Regions from separate parts of the Pan troglodytes genome. Here region 2 is linked to region 1. The links are chromatin contacts, called in public Hi-C maps. All regions are on one chromosome and are shown on one strand. The core of a region is the stretch at or near the end of the contact, and the rest is flanking DNA. Distances in the headings are between cores, read along the strand shown.

Region 1 (4,173 bases), core at 1,150-3,649:
GCCCCGGAGCCCGCCTTTTATACGGGCCGGCGGAGGCGCCGCGTGTTGCAGTGACGTCGGCTCTGTCTGCGCGTTCCAGAATTCTCAAACATCTCAGGAATGCTGGTTGGCGCGGGCTGCTGCCAAGCGCCTCCCCTGGCTCCATTGCACCTTTGTGTGTGTGTGTGTGTGTCTCTGTGTGTGTGTGTGTCTGTGTGTGTCTGTGTGTGTGTGTCTGTCTCCCAGACCCGTCAAGAAAACAGTTCGGTGTGTGTGTGTGTGTGTGTGTGTGTGTGTGTGTGTGTGTGTCCCAGACCCGTCAAGAAAACAGTTCGTTTTTTCCACCTTAAATTACGACTTATGTTGGGAAGGGTTCTTTGGGGCGTGATGGTGGTGATGGTAGTTGGAGGGTCGTGAGGGGCGAGGGGGGCCAGTTCAGAACTTTGCCTGGACTGGGTGGGTGGGAGGACCTGAGAGGGAGGAACAAAAGTCGTTTTGTTTGGTGATGCGAGTTGACCGGGCAGCCACTGAAGCCCTCACCCGGGAAGGCAGTGAGCTGTTTGCTTGTTTACAGCGAAGGTGAGAGGCAAGTTATCTGTTGAAAGAGTAGAACGGGGAAGAGGAGTGTGTCTCTGAGCCAGGAATATTTGTGGACTTCAAAGAGGCGTGTTCGGAACAAGTCCCAAAGTTTTGGCATGATGTTTATTAGCAAAGTTCAGTGAATTGCAAATTAATACCCACAGTGGCATTTATGAATGAAAAGGCGGGGGGGGGGGCGGGGGGAAACTTCCCCATCGTCTGGCAAATTCCCAGGCAGAGGTCTCCCCCACTCCTCCAGCCCTTCCCTCTTTTGGGTATGTTGTACTTGTTTGTTGTTGGAGGTTCCCACTTTAGTTCCAGCCCACTGCCTGGGTTGGAAGTCCGAGAGGAAACGAACGCGGGGAGTTCTCCGGCAGGCTGACTTATACTTCCTCACGGATGCAGGAGACGGGGTAAGCCCTTCCCGCCTCCCTCCGCGGGCAGGAGGCTATGCTAACCAAGCAGCCAGCCAGAAGTGCAGGGGACCACCGTGGAGTGGCCTGAAATCATCACCTGCAAAGACCGCAAGGTCAAACCAGATTCCAGGACCATTGTGCCCTATGAATCTCTGGGAAAAGCAGACTCCTTCAAGCTGGACGTTTTGTGGGGTTTTTAACTCCTTTCCTAGGGACCACTGGAAGCCTCCCATTTTAAATGAATTGCAATGCCCTTCTCTCCAAGTACAGCAAAGAGATTTAGGATGTAATATTTTGCAGTAAAAATGTCAGCAGATTTTAAGATCTTGTTCTACCTGCAACACACTCAGTAGAAGACTCCACCACAAGACAATTTACTTGAACATCACCAATACCATTAGTGTGATTGATAAACTTTCCCTGCAAGTTTCAAAAACTTTTTGCATAATTTTAATAAAAATTATCATGTGAGACTCATATGCTCTAGGATAACTACTTATCCTTTTTAATGTTTAAGGCTGTTCAGACTTCATAATTTAGCAGTCTTGCTTGAAAAGGCCCTTAGTGCTAATGCTGACTTTCCTGGTAAGCACAATGAGAATCTGTCAGGATGAAAACACACTCCAGTGAAGAGAACTCTTGCAGGAAGGAGTTCAGTTTCATTCATTCCAAAGTGCCCTTTCATAAATGGAAGCAGCATTTGCTAGAGGGAGTGGGATCTCTAAAGCTCTGTTGGAGGGTTAGGGGTGGGAGACTTTTCAAGACAATGGATTGTCAGGTGTTATGCAAATACAGTGAGGAAAGTGTGGGCCCAACACGTACACAGGTTAATACATCAATTATTATTTACAAAACACTGTTTTTCCTGCCTTATCATTTCATTATTGTTTCCTTCTTAATGAAGTGACTGGGGGGTGGGAGGGGGGAGGAGGGGTGTAGGGACAGTACTGGTTGAACAGAGGGAAATGGTAGAGAGAGAATGGAGAGGAGGGTTCCTGGCTTCTGTTGTGGCGTCTTTTCTATTTGACTTCATGGTTGTAAGTATTTCCAGATGGTGAATCAGACACCAGACGTAACAATATTTCCATATTTGGGTATAGCAGTAGCCTGCGTTTTTAACATTTTTCTGCCTCTGTTATCCAACCACAAAGCATTCTTGACAGCTTCAAATGTTGTTAAATATAGATTTAACTTCTCTTCCCAGAGCAGGAAATTCTTTGGAATTCCTTGTTTTTCACGCAATCTGTCCATCATGATTTAAAATAAAAGCACAGTGGATCATCCAACTGGCCGTATATACCTTAATTGGAGGTTGGGGATGGGGGACGGCAGAGATCCAGTCTGCCGCACTGCGTTCAAACACACGCCATTCCAGAGATTCCTTTAAAATCACATTAAAGTTTTTTTAACAAGGGTGTGTGGGTTTGTTTCTGGACTTCAACTGGGGAATCTTGAGGATGAGTTTGCCCCAGAGGAGAAATTTAGAGAACCTTACCGTCAGCTGCCCATTTAAAGCAGGGGGTGTGTTGTGGGATGGGGGTGGGAAGCTGGAGCAACAGGGCCAGGAGGTGTGGGAGCGGGAGACACTAGAGTAACCTATGTGCACAGCCTCTCCATATACCATGTGCTGTTGCGCCTGCTAGTAATCGACGACATTAGGCAAGAGAAACAGCGGCTCCTCAAGTCCTGCCCAAAAACCGTCCAGAAACCCCAGCCTCCGGTCGCCTTCTCGCCGCCTCCGCTGGGAGCCGCAGATCAGTCCAAGTTGACGGACAGGAGGCGAAATGTGCAAATGTTTACGGGTAAGTGTTGCTTCGGGTGCTAATTCTGTATGGCTCTTTTGCTAGTTTCTCCTTCACCCTCCCCATACGGGTGCCCCAGGAGGAAATAACGGACTGCCTTGTTTCCTTGGGCTGCCTTGGATTGCAATCCACGGAGAAGGGGCTACTTGTCTTCTGCAGCTCCTGGCTTCGGGCTGAGAGATGGGGACGTCTCTCAACCGCTGCTGCCAGGGAATTTTAGGTTACCTAATGAAGGGCTCACTGTCTGGCGGCAACCGAGAATAATAACGGTAAATCTGGCGACTCCAGTTTCCTAGCCCTAGGAAGGCTCTCAGACTAGCGTGCATCCGAGTCGCCTGGAGGGCTAGTTAATGAATGGTTCTCTGGGTTCCCACCCCAGAGTTTCTGATTAGTTACATTTCTAACAAGTCCCCAGGTGATGGTGATGCTGCTGGTCCGGAGATCACACCCTGAGAACCACTGCCCTGGACGACCGGAGTGCCTGTATTAGGGGTGTGTATGTGTGTCTTCATAGATCCTCGCCTGCACACCCAATCTCACAACTCCACTCTTCAAAGCCACCTTAATGAACAGAACTTAATGGTGTCTGCAAAAGACCGGCTTTAAGGTGGCGCCCCCGTACCATCCCATTTCTCTCCTCTACCATTTCCCCGCCCCCATCCCCTTGGCTTGACAGCCAGGAGAGCCCCAGGAAGCCAGGATCCTGGTGGCTGCGGCAGGAACTGGGTGGCCGACGCGCGGAGAGGGCGGTCGGCTCCGGGACCCCTGCGGAGGGAGCGGAGAGGGTCCGCACCGCGGGAGGGTGCGGGACGCGAGGCATCCGGACGCGCGGCATCCGGACGCGCCTGCCCGGCTGCTACCGCCGCCCCCTGCCGGCCACCCCGCCCGCGCGCCCACAGTCACCGCGGTTGCCAAGACTCGAGGTTTCCGGCGGCGCGCGGCGCAGGACGTTTCCAGCCCCGGCCCATATTTGGTGAAAGTCTTTCAAGACTCCGTCATCTAGCTTCGGGGGGCGGTGGCGGTGGCGGTGGCGGCGGCGGCGGCGGCGGCGGCGGCGGCTGTCCTGCGACCGGGCCTGGCAGCCTTGCGGCCGCCGCGTTCCTGAAAAGTGCGCCGCGGCCGCCCGCGCCCAGGCCTCCCTCCGCGCGGGACCCCGGAGCGTTGCGGGCGGCGGGGTAGACCCGGGCAGTTCGGTCCCAGTCCTCACCCCTCTGAGGGCCGAAGTCCGCCCTGCGCTGCGTGGGAGGCTGGCGCGGAGGGCGCCGCGGCCCAGTTGTGTCACTTTTCCCGTCCGCCCCCCTGTTGACTAGTCCTCCCAGCGGGGCAGCGAGTTGCCGTGCTGTGCCAGACGTAGAGGGTGCGTCCGGCGCAAGGGTGTGGGGCTGTTTGTGTATGTG
Region 2 (4,173 bases), core at 520-3,019, 170 kb after region 1:
AACTACCTCAGGATCTTTGTCAAATAAACCCATTTATTTGATGAAGGAGAAGGAAGTGCCACATTTTAACTGTTACTGAAAGAAATGTTCTTTGCCCTGTTGGTCTTGGACTTCCACAAAATACTTGATTCCAGATGTTAAATTGTTTTTTCAGAAGCCTTGTTAAAGGGCCAGAGCATTAGATTTTTGAAGGCATTTCCAAACCCCAGCTGATTATCACAACACACAGGAATCCAAACTTTCAAAGCTTAGCTTTGGCTCTTCAGTGTATCAGCAGCTGCAAAAAATATGTGCTAAGGCACAGGTTCATAGGACTGGGATCCAGTGTCCTTAAATGGTAAAACTTTAAGTAAATTTCCTTTACTTTCCACTTATCATAGATGCAGTTCAGTTGTTTAAAGTGCACTAAATTTCCTTGACTCCATCAAAAGTAGTGAGAACTTGATAATGGTAATAGTCATGTAGCAGCCTGGTGTGTAGGTATTCACGGTAATGGATTTATTTTACGTTTTTCTCTGGCTATATATTTCTAGAATATATTAACAAAGTAATCCTTCCTCAGAAAAATTTATTTTTTGAGAGAGGGTCTTGCTCTGTCACCCAGGCTGGAGTACAGTGGCACCATCACAGCTCACTGATACCTTGACCTGCTAGGCTCAATCAATCCTCCCACCTCAGTCTCCCAAGTAGATGGGTCTAAAGGTGTGTGCCACCATGCCCAGCTAATTTTTTAGTTTTCTGTAGAGACAAGGTCTTGCCATGTTACTCAGGCTGGTCTCGAACTCCTGGGCTCAAGCAATGTGCCTGTCTTGGCCTCTGTAAGTGCTGGGATTACAGGTGCAAGCCACCATGCCTGGCCCTCAAAATATTTTATACATGCCATTTGCACCGTTCTTTAGACCAGTTCTCATCATTCTCTAGGGAACTACCTTGATGCTTTTCCAAGGATGAGGGGTACAAATGTCCTCTCAACAGATGCCTTCAACATGATGAAGCCAAAAAGAGGTGGGATTAGGGGGAAATAAAGGGGAAGTTTTGTGCCATACTACACCGATTGGTAGTAAAGAAGAGGGGAAGATGTTCTCAGTGAAAGAAATAACCGAGCAAAGGCTTAGAGCCAGTAATGACCAAGAGACTTCAGTCACAGGAAGATCGTCTTGTGTTGAGTGAAGGGGTCATTGTGGTTTGCCATGAGGGACTAGCTGGAAGAGGCAGATGAACAATTGTTAGAAGACCCTGAAAGATGAAATTCAGTGTGTTCTAACAGTAGACTGATTATTTCTGTGTTCATTTGTGTCACTTAACAAATAGCGTTAGAGCCTCTAGCATGACGTAGTAGACTCCGACTCAAGAAATTCCTGTAGTCACATGGAGTTGAATTATAAAGACAGTTTATAGTAAACAAGAGACTATTGCCGGCCTTAAAACAAAACCTTTCACATGTTTTAAGTTAATTTTTTAAAGAAATATTCTTTTCTCTACCATTGGCACTATGCCTGGAATTTGGTACATGTAGGAATTTTAAAAATCAGTCCAATGCCTCTCTTAAATTCCACAAGTACATTCTATATCAGTGGGATAATTTAGACGGAAGTTCTAATGATATCAGTGGAGAAAATTCCTGCAGGCCTTGGTAGATTGGAGGTTCTGCTTTTATTCCTTTCTATACCCTCTTCCAGCTATTGATTGACCTCCACAGTGCTGAGGCTGAGGTGTCGGCTGACCTTTCTCTGGTTTCTCAAGATTCCTCCCTTTCAGAGCAGAAGCCAGCATAATCAGAATACTTCTAAGGAATCTGCAGCAGCAGCAGTCCCCATGGGGAGCCTCAGAATCACAGTGAAACACAGCGTTTACCTTCAAATGGCTCAGCAGTTGCCATCATGGCAGCTATCAGGAACTGCAGATGTCTCTTTCATAGTCTTTATATTTAGGACCCAATAGAATTAATTGTCTGTTGTCCTGATCTATATCTAGACAGATGTATACAGGACAGCCATTTTGCTAAGAGCTAGGGAGTCTAGAAATGAAAGACAGTCCCTGCCCCCAGATGAGCTCATGCAATTTGGTGTAGAAGACAGAAGGACAGCACAGCATGGTAGTGAACACAGCATCAGTCCCCTCATCAGGGTCAAAATTTACTTTGTCAAGCAAATGAGCATCCTAATTAAGGCAGGCCTGTTACCTTTCTAATTGTTTCTCTAGTTATGTGAATTCTTCTGTTTGACCTACTTGACCTTAACACTTGTCGTTTGTTTTTTAAATATTACTCTAAGCTACTTACTGCAATTGTTCCAAATGTTTAATTTATTAATTCCAGGCAATTCATAACAATTTATTGCTATTTCTTAGACTCCTGCCTCACTGTCAACTGTTATTGGTCTGTTTCATGGATGACAGTGGTTAAATGTTTTCATATGCACTGCAGTGTTTTTTGTGATGCTGTGATAACTTGTGGGCTAGACTAAGATGGCTGGTCAGGATCCCTGCCAAGACACTCAGTCAGTGGACCTATGAAGAATATGCTTGGGTAGAGTTGGGTCTCAAGACATCATCTCAGCTCCATGGATGAACAGTGCTATCTACAACAGCCTACGACTTCTTTGATGGTTGACTCTACCCTTTTATACTGTCTCCCTCCCTCTTTCCCACACCTGTCATCAGAATGTCTGCTTCTTATAGGTTCATATTCCACCAGAAGCAGGGGGATATTTCTCATTGGGTTGTATACTTTGGCATTCTAGCAGGGAAGCAAATAATTATTTATGATACAAACTTAAGTAAAATTGAGAATCAAAATATTCTTAGGACTAGGTCAAGCCAACTACTACAAAGTCATCTTTAAAAATTTATTCAAATTATGTGTTTTAAACTCAATTATACTCAGTACCTGAACCCCAGAATATTCAATGTTAACCTCATTTCCATTTTTTTTTTTTTTTTGAGGCAGAGCTTCGCTCTTATTGCAGGCTGGAGTGCAATGGTGCCATCTCGGCTCACGACAACCTCCACCTCCCAGGTTCAAGTGATTCTCCTGCCTCAGCCTCCTGAATAGCTGGGATTACAGGCATGTGCCACCATGCCCAGCTAATTTTGTATTTTTAGTAGAGATGGGGTTTCTTCATGTTGGTCAGGCTGGTCTCAAACTCCCAAACTCAGGTGATCCACCCGCCTCAGCCTCCCAAAGTGCTGGGATTACAGGCATGGGCCACCATGCCCGGCCTCATTTCCTTTTTCTCAAAAAGAGATAAACATTATTACATTTTAAGGAAATTTCTGTAGATCTATTTTTTTTTCCCTTGAGAAAGGGTCTCACTCTGTTGCTGAGGCTGGAGTATAGGGGCATGATCACAGCTCACTGCAGTCTCCACCTCCCAGGCTCAGGCGATTATCCCACCTCGGCCTCCCGTGTAGCTGGGACTACAGGTGTTTGCCAGTGTGCCTGGCTAATTTTTGTATTTTTTGTAGAGATGGGGTTGTGCCATGTTGCCCAGGCTGGTCTTGAACTCCTGGGCTCAAGTGATCCTCCCGCCTCAGCCTCCCAAAGTGCTGGGATTACAGGCCTGAGCCACTGTGCTCAGCTAATCTATAATTTCATAATCTCTGTTGATATATACATAAGGAGAATTGTTATGATTACAATTGGCTTTGGATCTTCCCAATTAACTTGCAGTCCAACAACTCAAGTAGGGCTGAGGACTAGTATAGCAATGAGTTATGACTGATAACTTAAGATTTGATGAAAACTTTAGCATAGGTAGGTGCTTCACAATTGATTTTTAACTAATATGTACAATTTCTTATAAATAAAGTTGAAAACTTATATATGCATTACAAATAATGCTGAAACAGCATGAAATGCCATTATAGAGGTGAATGCAACCTGCTTTGGGAGCACAGAAGAAGTAAATCCCTGCTGTGGAAGTCAGGTAGCCCTTTACCAAAGAGGCAATGTTGAAGCCAGTGTAGAGCAACAAGCAGGAGATCCAGGTGGAAAAAGGTAAAGGACGTTTTAGGCAGTATGTGAAAAAGCATAGAAGTGTGACGTAGAATCTCCACAGACCAGTAGGAAGTTTGATGTGACTAGAACTTAAAGTAACAGGAGAAAAATTGGGAAGTTAGACTGTGAATGTCAGGTTGAGATGATTACACTTTGTCCTGTATTGTCATTTAAGG

What was found. A called contact is a pair of places that touch in the nucleus more often than the background predicts.
Region 2: a contact with region 1 is called in a Hi-C map of stem cell-derived neural progenitor cells, with 2.2 times the contacts expected there. The contact joins the enhancer-like site here to the promoter of DDAH1 in region 1. A contact is called at or near these places in 1 of 7 Hi-C or Micro-C datasets (stem cell-derived neural progenitor cells) and 1 of 1 datasets of contacts at active chromatin or transcription factors (stem cell-derived excitatory neurons).

Annotation. Positions count from the first base shown.
Region 1 is chr1:145,490,723-145,494,895 of NHGRI_mPanTro3-v2.0_pri, forward strand. It overlaps DDAH1 (dimethylarginine dimethylaminohydrolase 1), which reads left to right and starts at 2,400. Exons shown (of 6, transcript XM_054667664.1): 1 at 2,400-2,776. The coding sequence starts at 2,759.
Region 2 is chr1:145,658,897-145,663,069 of NHGRI_mPanTro3-v2.0_pri, forward strand. All of the region lies in intron 1 of DDAH1 (dimethylarginine dimethylaminohydrolase 1), which reads left to right. Among named protein-coding and RNA genes, the nearest start is that of BCL10, 130 kb to the right of the region's middle. Within about 2 kb of position 1,770, at least 5 of the 24 cell types and tissues checked have an H3K27ac peak or open chromatin away from gene starts, as enhancers often do. A contact at or near this core is called in stem cell-derived excitatory neurons and stem cell-derived neural progenitor cells, where this site is marked.